Linked DNA regions of Sus scrofa: region 1 is linked to region 2. The links are chromatin contacts, called in public HiChIP or PLAC-seq maps. All regions are on one chromosome and are shown on one strand. Each heading gives the region's core, a stretch centred on a gene start, on an enhancer-like site or on the middle of the called end of the contact. The rest is flanking DNA. Distances are from core to core; before and after follow the strand shown.

Region 1 (6,033 bases), core at 3,011-5,510, 35 kb before region 2:
GCATCCTGGGGGCTGCTGTGTGGACACCCCAGTGTGCCGGGGTCTGGGAAGCGCAGCTCGGGTCTAGGCCTCGGGGGCTACACGTCCACGTCCGGGCACGTGAGGGGAGGTGACTGCTGAGCAGGGACAGTTCCTGGTGACCCGCCATGAGCTCCTCTCCCGGGAACCTCAGCCTGAGCACAGCCTGTGCTGACTTCAACCCGCTTCTTGGGTTTGCCGGCCTGGCCGGCATGCGCGCGCGCGCGCGCACACACACACACACACACACGCCTGTGTGTGCGCAGCCACACGCCGCACACACAGGTGCGCACAATGTGCTAAAACAGCAAGCCTCACACTGGGGCGGGCTGTCTGCGGGGCGGGCTGTCCTGGTTCCAGCACGCCCGGCAGGGAGCCCGGTCCACAGGCACTTGTGCTCACACCGAGGAGCCCAGTGGCCGCTCGAGACCCGCCGGCAGGGCCGGGAGCGCAGACGGGCCCGCTGGGGAGCCGGTCTCAGGGCAGAGCCTTGGTGGGGAGGACGGGGCTGCCAGGTGTGGCTGGTTGGCGAAGACAACGAGGAAGCTCGGGAGCGAGCGGGCCTTTATTCAGCGGCTGCGGGCACAGAGCGGGAGACCAGGAGGAGGTGCGGGCCCCTCGTCCCCCCGACCCCCGTCAAGGCCAAGGCAGGCGGGCGGGGCTGTCTCCCTGCAGCGGGAGCCCCAGACCCAAGGCTCCTTCTGTTTTGTGGACGTGGGGCCTGAGGCGGGAGGACGAGGACGGAGCGACGAGCCAGCGTGGACGACGGTGTCTTCGAAGCCCCTCCGCGAGGAGCCTCGGCCCGGGGCCCGCACGACGGCACCTCTGCATCGGGCTGGGGCCGGCCCGCCAGCGCCAAGCCTGCGGTGGGAGGGCGGCTTCCCGGGGGCCCCGGAGGAGGCTCTGCAGACACCTCTGCACGGCGGCAGCACCTCAGGCGCCACTCGGGCCTGGAGGCCCCTTTTCCGCAGGTAAGGGGCGCAGGCCGCCGCCCTGGAAGCCCTTTCCGGTGAGAACTGGGGCTGGGCCCCCGGGCAGGAGCACAGCGCTGCGGTCCTCTCCGCAGCACCGGGTCTCCGGGGCCCGCCGGCCGGCCTGAGTATCCGCAGGTGCCCCTAACCCGCCTGGGGGAGGCCGTGGCCACAGCCACCTGGAGGAGCCAACCGAGCCCAGGAGGGGGCAGCCTGCTCCCGCGGAGGCCTCGCCCTGCGCCTGCACCGCGGGGCAGAGCCGGAGCCGCCTCTGGGCCAGGGGCTGAGGGTCACCGCGGGGCGAGGTCGCTCTGCTTCTGCCCGGGACACCAGTCCGTGTCCGGATAGAGGAGGCAGTGGACGGACTGAAACCTGGGAGGGAGTGGGAGGTCAGGGCTGCGGGAAGGGCAGGCTGGCCCGGCACCCCTGCCCGCTGCCCGCTCACCGCGTGGGGTCCTGCTGCAGGCTGAAGCCCCCGGCCACGTTCACCACGTTGTGCGGGTTCTCAGGGCCCCCATAGCTCAAAGTGACCTGGGAGAAGGGACGGCGTCACGCTCGGGGCCAGCATCTCCCACCGCGCCGTGTTCTCCACGGGAGAGGCCGCCTGGCCTCCCCAGCGTCCCCGGGGTCAGCTCAGGAACAGCATGGAAGGGCCGGAGGTGTGGCCAGCACAGATGACACCCCAGGGAGGCGGCTGGCGCCCGTCCCCAACCCCCTGCGCGAAGCTGCTCCCCTCTCCAGGCCGGGTCTGTGACAGCTGGGGCCCCTGGGAAAGCCCAGTGGCTCCCTTTACAGAGGCGCCCCCACGTGAGCCCCGGACCCCGAGTCCATGGCAGTTGTGCCTCGGTGCTGTGACCCGTCAGGGAGCCAGGTGCGGGCAGGGGCCCAGCACGCCTACCTGCTGGAGCAGGGTGTCGGGCGGCAGCCTCGGGAGGTTCTCCAGGTGGGAGTGGAAGAGGGGGCTGCGCAACAGGCGCGCGCCCAGCAGCCCCTCCACGATGTAGCCCACGGTGCAGTCGTCTGGCAGCCGCACCCGCTCAGCTGTGCTCATGAAGCTGCCCAGGCTGGGAGCCGAGGGGGTCTGGTCAGCGCCTGCCCAGCCCTGGGCACCCCCTCCCAGGCAGCCAGGCCCCAAGAGGTCCCCCCTCACCTGGCCCAGGGGCTCATCTTGAGGGCAAGGCCTCTGCTCAGGCAGAACCCGGCCCCCCCAGTAGCGAACCAGAACTTGACCGAGGTCACCTGGGGAGGAGGGGCCGCGATCAGAGCTCCTCGCCCTGCACACCCCGAGGCCTGTTCTTCAGCCACCCATCGGGGCTCTCCGGCCAGGTGGCCAAAGCTCCCTGGGCGCAATGGGTGGGGGTGCCCACGATCGCCTGTGGCTTCGGCCCCTCCCACGGCTCCCCCTCACTGGCCTCAGCTCTGGACACGTGGGTGGGACACCTGCTGGGGTCTCCCCTCTCTGCTTTGCCTCCCCGGCCCCGGCACTCACGGTTCCACCTCCCTGGACCCTCTCGGTAGCCTCGATGGGGTGGTCCAGGCTGGGCCGCCCCAGGTAGACGTCTTGGCTGGGCGAGAAGCTGGACAGCAGGTGCAGCAGGCCATCGGGGTTCACGTAGTTGTCGTCATCCACGTGGCAGAACCACCTGGAGGGGTGTGCAGAAACCTGCAGTGAGCCCGGACCAGGGGGCGCGCCCGGCATTGGCCCTGGGCTTGCAGGAGACAGGGCGCGGCCACCACGTACTTGCGTCCAGACTCGATGAACTTGTCATATTCCACTGCCATCTTGCAGCACAGAGCCTGGCGGGTGTGCACGGCTGAGCAGTTGGTGTTGACAACGTGGCTGCCTGCGGTGGGAGGAGGAGAAGAGCGAGTGCCAGGGAAGTCTGTGGCCAGTGTACCCACCCCGCTGAAGTCAGGCAAGATGTGGCTAGCTGGCGACGCAAGGTCTGTCCGCTCGAGGCCCTGACGTCGGAGCCGATCACAGCCCTGTCCCGGCCTCGCTCGGCTGACTCTGTTGCTGCTGTCGAGACAGATAACCTCCTCCTGGAATCTCACGAGAGAAAACCTGCCAGGGAGCAGGACTGAGGTGGGCAGGCCCGGAAGGGAGGGCTCCCTGCTGGCCCTCCTGTAGGGGGCGTGGTTGAGGGAGGCAGAGCAGGGCTGGGGCCTGGGGCCCTGGATGCGGGGCCAGCGGTGGGTGGGCATCGGGGCTCTGTCCTCCACCAGCTGTGTGGCCCTGAGCAGGTGCCTTCCCCCCCCCCCCCCCCCCCCCGTACACAGCATAGGGCCGGGTGGCCCTGGACCGAGAGACAGCTGAGGAGGCAGCTAGCAGGGCGGGACGGGACGGGGGCACTCACCACCCTGGAGCTGCAACTCGGGGTCGTCCCCATCAGTAAAGATGAATGTCTGGAAAGAGAGTTGTGAGGAGTCAAGGGGCACCCCCTGGGGACCCCAAGGTCTGGCAGGGCCTTGGCTTGAAGCCGCAGAAGCACAAGTGGCTGGGCCTGGGCTTGGGCAGATCAGAGAGGAGAGCAGAGCAGCCTGCCGGTACCCTCAGCGTCCCCAGCAATGTTGGGGTGGCCCTGCTCTTGCCAGGCATGTTTCAGGGGTCTCAGCCCAGGGTCAGCTGGGAGAACTCATGCGAGCCTGGAATCTGGGAGGGTGGGTGCTGGGGGTGCCCGTCCATTCCCCACGTACTCGGGGCTTGGGGCCTGACGGCCACGCTGGGGACACAGCGGTGGGGAAGGGATCCGGGGTGGGGTTCAGGGAGGGATGCCAGTTTAGAGATGAGGGAGCGGAGTCCAAAGGCGGTGGAGGTCCTGGGAAGCCAGCGGTGCGGGATCCCAAAGGCAGGCATCTGGGGAGCGGGGATCTCGGGGCGTGGGAGGGTGCGGGGCGGGAATCCCGAAGTCTGCGGGGCCCCGGAGCGGGACCCACCTGCTGTCGGGCCCGGGAGATCCAGGTGCGCAGCAGCAGCCCCAGGCGCGGCCCGTGGTTCTTTCGGGTGGTCTTGACCGCGATGAAGATGTCGTCGGGCCGCAGTCGGGGGGCCGCGGCGGGCCGGGCAGGGGGCGCGCGCGAGTCAGGGCCCGGGGCCCGGGCCCGTGTCGGGGCCGCCGCGGGCGCGGACGCGCGGGGGAGCGGCAGCGGCAGCAGCAGCAGCGCGGCCAGGGCCGCGGCCAGCGCGAGGCAGGCCCGGCAGAGCGCCCCCCGCGCGCGGCTCATACGACCGCGGGACCCGCGGGCACTGCCCAGCCAGCGCGGCGCGGCCCCTTTAAGAGCCGCCCCGCCCGAGCCGCGACCCGGAAGCGGCAGCCGCGCTGCCCCGGAAGTGGACGGCGCGCCGCGGCGGGGTTGGCGAAGATGCCGCTGCCGGTTCAGGTGTTTAACTTGCAGGTAACGAGCCGCGGCCGGCGGCCCCTCCGCGCCCCCGCCGCCGGGCCGGAGGGGGGCCGGCCGTGCGCGCCCCCCGCGCGGCGTTCTCCCCGCGCCCGGGCTCCGGCCGCAGCGTCCCGCCCGTCGGCCCCGGCAGCCCGGCAGGCCCGGCAGGCCCGGCAGGCCCGGCGCGCTAACGCTCTTTCTCCTTCAGCAGCCAGCCAGCTCTGTGTCAGGGTCGGGGGGTGCAGAGAGTCAGGACAGAATGCGGGGTGGCCCGGCCCCCCGTGCGGCCGCGTCGTCAGTGGCAGATGTGCACTGCGCCCCTCCCAGCGGTAGGTCAGAGCTCTTCCTGCCGGGCACGGCCGGGGACTTCAGCCTGAGCGCCAGCCTGTCGGCCTGTACGCTGCTTTATGAGGTACCTTCCAGGACGGGGGCCGGGACCAGCCCGCCCGCCCACCGAGCGCGGGCCGCGCAGGGCGCCCGGGCGCCCCCCTCCCGCCTCCGGCCGCGGCCGGCCCCCGGCGGGCGTCGCCGGGTGCCGCTGCTCCCGCTGCTCGGATGCGCCCGATCGAGGCCGCCCAGGGTCCTCCCCGTGGCTCGGAGGAGGCTGCGTCAGGACGGTGGCCGGGAGCGTGTAGGGACCCTCGGGGGACCCTGGGAAGCGGTCCTCCGGCGTCCGGTTCCCGCCCCGGAGATAGGCTGTCACAGTCGGGCGGGGTTCTGCTCCTGAGCGCCGGTCTCGCCGGGAGCCCCCTCCCTGATGTGGCGGCGCTGGACGTGGCGGGCAGTGGGGAGGGGCCTGTCTGGAGCCGGGTTAGAGCTGAGCTGGGGCACAGTGAGGGTCTCTCGCTCTCCCTGGGCATCCCCCACTAGAGGTGCCAAGGTGCCGCCCGTGTTGCAGGGGGCGGTGGAGCCCATGCAGATTGACGTGGATCCCCAGGAGGACCCGCAGAACGCACCCGATGTCAACTATGTCGTGGAGAACCCCACCCTGGTAGGGAGCCTTGCAGCCGCTCCTAGGGGATCAGTGGGTTTGTTGGGGTGTCAGTCTTGCTGTGAGGGCTGGGCTAGGGCTCCCCACGCCGACCACGTCTTTTTCTGACCTGGAAACCTCTCGGGTTTCGGTTGCTCATTTCTGATGGGTTGCTAGTCCGCTCCAGACCTTTCATCTGCTCCCCCCCCCACGGAGGAGCCCTGGGTGCCAGGCTGCGCTTTGGTCATCTCACTGCAAGGACACGTCTTCTTTGGGGCCCAGCCTGTGAAGCTCGGTCTCCTCACTGCTCAGCCTGGTGACTGGCAGTCTGGGCGGGTGCCCACGTGCCTCCGGCCGTTCACCCCGGGCCAGAGCTTTACCCCGGAGGCCCCTTCACCGGCCCGTTCCCAGCGGCCTCTCCTCAGCCCCTGGACGGTCGGCGATTTGTTTGGTGCCCCCACGCCACTGCTCCCGACCACTGGCTGGGGCTTGGGGTCTGGGGTCCCAGCCTGGGGGACGAGCACTCTGCCCCCTGCCCCCAGGATCTGGAGCAGTATGCGGCCAGCTACAGCGGCCTGATGCGCATCGAGCGGCTGCAGTTCATCGCCGACCACTGCCCCCCGCTGCGGGCGGAGGCCCTGAAGATGGCCCTCTCCTTCGTGCAGCGGACCTTCAACGTGGACATGTACGAGG
Region 2 (5,883 bases), core at 1,882-4,381:
GAGGTGAAGACTCACGGGAGCGTCTCTGGGGGTGGGGGGGTAGGGGGTGGACGCGGCCAGGCGGGGCCTCACCTTGGTGCCGGTGCCGTGGGCTTCGATGTACTCCAGGGACTCGGGGTCCGGCCCGGCTGGCGCGTACAGGGAGCGGATGAGCTGCTCCTGCACGTCTCCCGAGGGGAAGGTCACACCTGCAGTGGGGGCGGGGCCGGGCCTCAGCACCCCTGCCACCGGGTGGACCCCCCCCGCGCCCCCCTCCCCTCCCCGAGGCCCGCCCGCACCTTGCTCCTTGGAACCGTCTGTGTTCGTGCCCGCATTGAGGATGGTGGCGTATACCCGTCGGGCCAGGGACTTCTTGGTCAGCAAGACCGCCACCACGGCCTCCGCACGGCAATAGCCGGTCCCTGGGGGCAGAGGGCACTCAGGCCTGGGGGCAACGCCCAGTCCCCCCACCTGGCCAGGAGCTCTGGACAGCGAGAGGGGGGCTGGTGCCGCCCCGCGCCCTTCCGCCCCCTCACCTTCGGCATCGAAGGACCTGCAGGTGCCGTCCTGGCTGAGCATGCCCAGCTTCATGAATTGCAGCGAGGAGTTGGGCTTCAGCAGGACGTTGAGGCCGCCCACGACGGCCGCAGAGCACTCCCCTCCGCGAATGGCCTGGTAGGCGGACTGCAGAGCCAGCAGGCTGGAGGAGCAGGCCGTGTCTATGGTGATGCTGGGCCCTGCGGGCAAGGTCGCGGGCTGTGGGATCCCCAGGACCCTGGCAGCTTTAGCGGGTGCCCCCCACGTGGAGCCCATGACACGGGGACCTCACCCCTGCAGGGCGCCCCACCCCCCGCCCGGCGGGAGGTTGTCAGGAAGGGTCTCGGCTGCTGTCCGGCCCCACCGCCACTACTGGGAACCCGAGGCCCAGAGGGGCTGGGTGGGCGCTCACCCTTGAAGTCAAAGAAGAAGGAGACACGGTTGGCCATCATGGCGCGCTGGCAGCCTATCATGCTGTAGCCCACGAGGGTCTCGGGGTCTCGGCTCAGAGCCTCTGAGGCATCAGAGCTGCTCACACCCACCCAGACACCGGTGCTCGTGCCACGAAGGGAAGCAGGGTTGATGCCTGTGGAGGGCAGAGGTCCGAGCTGGCAACTGCGGCACCTAGCCCGCCGCCCAGCTCTGGGGTGAGAGGGGCTCCCTGTCAACCTGACTCTGGAGGGGCAGTCGGCAGGGGGCAGCCCAGGTAGAGCTGGGAACGGAAAACAGGTCACAAGGAACCGGGGCCTGGGGGCGGGCAGGGTGCCAGGTGGGGCTCCAGGCTCTGGGTCAGGCAGCAGGCAGAGACAGCCAGAGGTGGAGACAGAGGGTGGCATTGTCCCCAGGCTACTCCCCTGGCCCCTGGTGTTGCTGGCAGGGTCCGGTGGGCCCCAAGGGCGGCCTGCCCTGGGTTGGCCGAGATAAGACGACAGAGGAAGACAAAGGCTGAGTGTCCAGGCTTAGGAAGAAGGGAGGGACCCTGCCCAGCCCCCGGGGAGCGGTACCCAAGGTCGCCGGGTGGGGCCCAGGCAGTGGAAGCCCCCCTCACCCCCCATCAGCAGCATGTGTCCATGACCTGGTCACGCTCAACGTCAGCTCCGGGGGCTGGCTCACATCTGCTGCAGGCCATGAGACCTGCAAGCTGGGACGTCCTCCACCCCCATGGGCTGCCAAGCACAGGCAGGAGCGGGCAGGCCCGCGGCTCCCATCGCCGCCCACCTGCTAAGACGCCACACCCACATGGCCAGCCTCCTCTCTCACCAGGCAGGCCTTCCATGCTCCAGTGGCCCTGGCATGGGTCTGTGTCCTGGGACAAGGGGCAGCTGGCTTCAGGCACCTGTCTGAGGCCACACGCAACCCAGCGGAGGGGAGAGTGGATGGTGACGAGTCCTGGGGCCAGATCGCACCTCCCGCTCGGCCTGGCAACCTGCTCTCACCCCGAGATCAGCCATGCAACGGGAAGCGAGGAAACTGGGGCATCAGGACACACCCGGGACACTTCTGGCATGCGGTTGTGAAATGTGACCTGCCCGAGGCCCACGCCTTCCCAGCCACCAGCCCCAGCCCGCGCACCCCCCGCGGCCGCTTCTGGTTCTAGGCGTTCTGCTGCACACACGTGCTGGTTTCAAAAGCAGAAAGAGGGACTGTTTTCAAGAGAGGCAAGAACCTCAGGGCAGGGCCCCCGGCCGCCGCCCGACGACCCACCTCCGTCCACAATGGCCTCGTAGGTGACCTCCAGCAGCATCCGCAGCTGGGGGTCCATCGTGTTCGCCTGCTTGGAGTGGACCCCGAAGAAGGAGGCGTCGAAGCGGGACAGGTCCTTCAGCTTGCCCATCCGCCGGGGCAGGCCGTACAGCCCTGCGGAAGGCACGCAGCTGGAGCGCCGGCCGCGGGACCCCACAGCCCTGAGCCGCCGACTGGGGGGGGCGGCGCTGGCCGCCCCTGGGAGCTGAGGCTCCCCGGGACCGCTGTGCCCACTCCCAGAGCAGAGCCCCGTGGGGGCAGAGCCACCCCTTCCCACCCACCGCTGTCCTGCCCTGGCTGCAGACCCTCTGCCTGAGGCCAGGCCAGGCTCCGCCACACTGACTCACATCCTGCGGATCAGGTAGAACCGCTCCGCGGTTCCCCTGTTGGGCGTGAGGGAGTCAGAGTCAGACCAACTCCCCGGCAGGGAGCTGTTCCAGCAAACACGTGGGCTGGCCGTGGCCGGCCAGGCTCTGCGGGGACGAGGCCGCAGGGCTGGAGGAGCCCAGCCCCTGGCCCGGCCCCGGCCCTGCCCCCCGGCAGCTCGCCTAGCCCGTCTGTAAAGCGGGCCAGCCCTCGGCGTCCTGCAAGCGGGCGCTCCATCCCCAGCCCACTGGCCGGAGGGCCCAGGCTTCCTCGTCCTCGGCCTTCTCCTGGCGCCACCTCCAGGAAGAGCCTGCAGAGCACGCGGCGCACCACGCAGGGAGAGGAGGGCGCCCCAGGCCCACGTACCCGCCTTCCACCGCCTGTCGTCGGCCGTCACCATGTCCACGCCGCCGATGAGGTTGGCCCAGAACTCCTCCAGGTTCTCCGACTCGGGCAGCTTCCCGGACATGCCGGCGATCACCACCTCCTCCATGGCTGCTCTCTCTGCAGGGAGGGCCGCGCGGGCGTCAGCTGCTGCCCCGCACTGCCTCTGCCTCGTCGGCAGCCTCAGTGGAGGTCCATCCGGTCCGGGAGCCGCAGCTCAGAAGGCCTTGCGACCCAAGATCCGCACGGCCAGCCCCTGCGTCCGCGTGGGTCCTGCCTGCCCGCACGACGCTTGGGGCACCGGCCTTGGTCTGGGGTCAGCCCGCCACGGCCAAGCTGCCCTGGGCCCGCTCTCCAGCACTTAGCTGGCTGCTGACCCCCTGTGGGGGTGCAAGGTCGGAGGGCCAGTCCTGAGAAGGGCCCAAACCCTTCCGAGGAAGGCACCGCCCCGCCAGGTGGTCAGCTTGTTAAGAGAACGCAGCAGGCAAAGGAAAAAAGGCAAACACGGTGGTGGGAAGGAAGGCCCAGGCCCAGGCCGGCTCTGGACTCAGCGCCCACCGCTGCCCTCCACGCTGGGGCCACGGCTCGGGTGCTATGGGTGCCAAGGCCTCGTGGGACTCTGGGGGGAAAGTGGTCCCTGCCCCATGGTGGACAGGCTCAGACAGTATGGCTTCCCCGGCAGGCTCGGACCTGGACAACCACTCCTGGTCAGGTGCCAGGAAAGTCCTACCTGGACCCATACACCTGCACAGGTGAGGCCTTAGGGTCCTGCTTGGCTACCTTCATGCACCCTGCCCACCCACCCAGGCCCAGGTCCCCAAGGCGCCAAAGAGGGCGGCTGGGCCACTCTGAGCCTGTGGATCCAGGATGGGGGTTCCTGGGAAGCCCTCCAGAGAGGGGGCATGGCCAGGACTGGTCCTGCAACTTCCGCCAAGGCTCCAGGCCTCATGGCACTGAGGACCAGGGGACTGGCCAATCACCGGCCCTCCTGGGGCTCTCTGAGCAAGGAAGACCCCTAGCCAGTGGAGCCAGCATCCACTCGCTGGGGGTCTTCCACCGGTGGCCTGATCGCTCTGCTGTCCCGGCAAAGAGGGAGCCCCCTCCCCCAGCGCTGAATAAAGAGCCCTCTGCCGGCTCAGAGGCACCAGCTCCCGGGGCTGCCGCTTCCTCCAGAAAGTGCCTGTTCTGTTCTCCTCCTACTTGCTATTCACGCGGAGTCCGGCGGGCGGGCGAGGCAGGGGGGTGGAGACCCCTGCAGCGCGCGCGCGGCCTGGCCTGCGCCGCAGCGGGGCCGTCCGGAGCGGGAGCTGCTATCCCCCCAGAACTTCAGGGGCTGCGTTCGGAGCCCACGTGGTGGGGAAGCCGTCCGCACCCAGCCCCGCGCCTCCTCGGCCCACCCCCTCCTCAGTCCCTCCGGACGGCTGAGACTCGGCTATCCGGCACCCGGAGGTGGGGGGATGGCGCGAATGAAGGGCTTGGAGGCCCGGCCCGAAAGGAGGCTCTTGTGGGCGCCGGGAGCGGGGCGCGAACCCTACAGGCCTCGAGGGTCCGCGGCCTCCCGGCCCAGCCCAAGACCAAAATGGCTGTTGGCGGCGCTCCCTGGCGTCTGCCCCTCGCCATCCGCCCACCTGCCCCACCGGGCCTGGGACGAGGCGCTAGGGCCCTTCGCGGCCCGGCCTCGGGAGCCCCATGGGGCTCAAACGTCCAGGCCGGGGGCTCGGACCCCGGGACCAAGGCAGCCTGCGCGGGGCGACAGTCACCACGGTCGCTCCGGAGCACGCGCGCCCAAGGCCGGAGGATGCGGGTCGGCGGCGCCCCCTCGAGCCAGGCCGCGTCGCCCCCAGCTCGGCCCCGGCCCCGGGGTTCCCCCGACCCCAGGATCCAGGTCTCTGGCTCCCAAAACCCATCCTCGGCCCGGTCCGGCCGATCCTACCTGGTCTGGAGACGGGTGGCGGAGGGAGAGCGAGGATGGAGCGAGCGGAGGAGATGAGGCCCGGCCGCTGCCGTCTCTCTGGCTCCCTCTAGGCCCGCGCCGGCGCTATTTAACCGCGGCCGTCCCCGCGCGGACACGCCACATGGGCTGACAGCTTGGCTGCGCCGCCCAGGCCAATGAGCGTCGGGGCTGCGCCCCGGGACCAGGCGCGCCGCCGCCGGTGGGGTGATGCCGCGCGCCGCCGCCGGGCGCCGGGACCCTGCACGGAGGCGCGCCCTGGGGGCGTGGAGCTGGGGGCCCGGCACTCGGGGAGCGCAGGGGCGGGGCGCGGCGTCACCCCGCCCCCGACTTCCTTTCCGCGCCCCGCGCCTCCCGGGGCCACCTCTACCCTCGCGGACGTGGGGGCCACGTGTGCACCGCGCGCGCGGGGAAACGGGACGGGGCGTGCTTGGGTCACTCTGGGGGTCATACTGGGGCCACTACGGGGGTCGGACGGACCCCCCGGGCGTCCGGACCGACAGGCCCGCTTCCGAGCCCCTCGGAGCCGGGCCGGGGGCGTGCCTCGCTCCGCCGCCGCAGCCAATAGGGGACCGGGGGCGTGCGCGCCGACCCAATGGAGACGCGCGAGTGGGCGTTGCTAGGCGATAGGGTGATGGGCCGGGCGGGCCCCGGGCGCTGAGCTGAACGCCGCGGGGCGAGCGCGGTCGTTGACCCGGACGAGGGCGCCCCGCGCGGGGTTACTGCCGGTCACCCCAGTGCAGCCAGGCTGGTCCTCCTTGCTTTGCCGCCCAAATCCGCGAGGCCAGCGCGGGAACCCACGGGGACGTTCCTGGGGACCGGCGGGTGCTCCCCGCGGCTCCCTGGAGGCGGCCGCTGGGAGAGGGCTTGGCCATCTGGCGAGCGGGCTCTTCGTATGACTCGAACAAAGGAGCCTCGCTACA

The links. HiChIP or PLAC-seq counts read pairs in DNA pulled down with a chosen protein or histone mark.
Region 1: an H3K27ac HiChIP or PLAC-seq map of skeletal muscle shows a contact between it and region 2. The contact joins the promoter of RFNG here to the promoter of FASN in region 2. A contact is called at or near these places in 1 of 47 Hi-C or Micro-C datasets (epiblast stem cells) and 1 of 2 datasets of contacts at active chromatin or transcription factors (skeletal muscle).

Annotation. Positions count from the first base shown.
Region 1 is chr12:955,356-961,388 of Sscrofa11.1, reverse strand. RFNG (beta-1,3-N-acetylglucosaminyltransferase radical fringe) reads right to left here and starts at 4,260. Exons shown (of 8, transcript XM_021066394.1): 1 at 3,927-4,260; 2 at 3,347-3,395; 3 at 2,731-2,833; 4 at 2,479-2,632; 5 at 2,140-2,228; 6 at 1,888-2,053; 7 at 1,435-1,520; 8 at 1-1,361. The coding sequence starts at 4,214. The coding sequence ends at 1,280. It overlaps GPS1 (COP9 signalosome complex subunit 1), which reads left to right and starts at 2,966. Exons shown (of 14, transcript XM_021066389.1): 1 at 2,966-3,075; 2 at 5,269-5,361; 3 at 5,883-6,033. The coding sequence starts at 5,284.
Region 2 is chr12:919,653-925,535 of Sscrofa11.1, reverse strand. It overlaps FASN (fatty acid synthase), which reads right to left and starts at 3,131. Exons shown (of 43, transcript NM_001099930.1): 1 at 2,992-3,131; 2 at 2,221-2,373; 3 at 929-1,102; 4 at 516-716; 5 at 279-401; 6 at 73-188. The coding sequence starts at 3,118.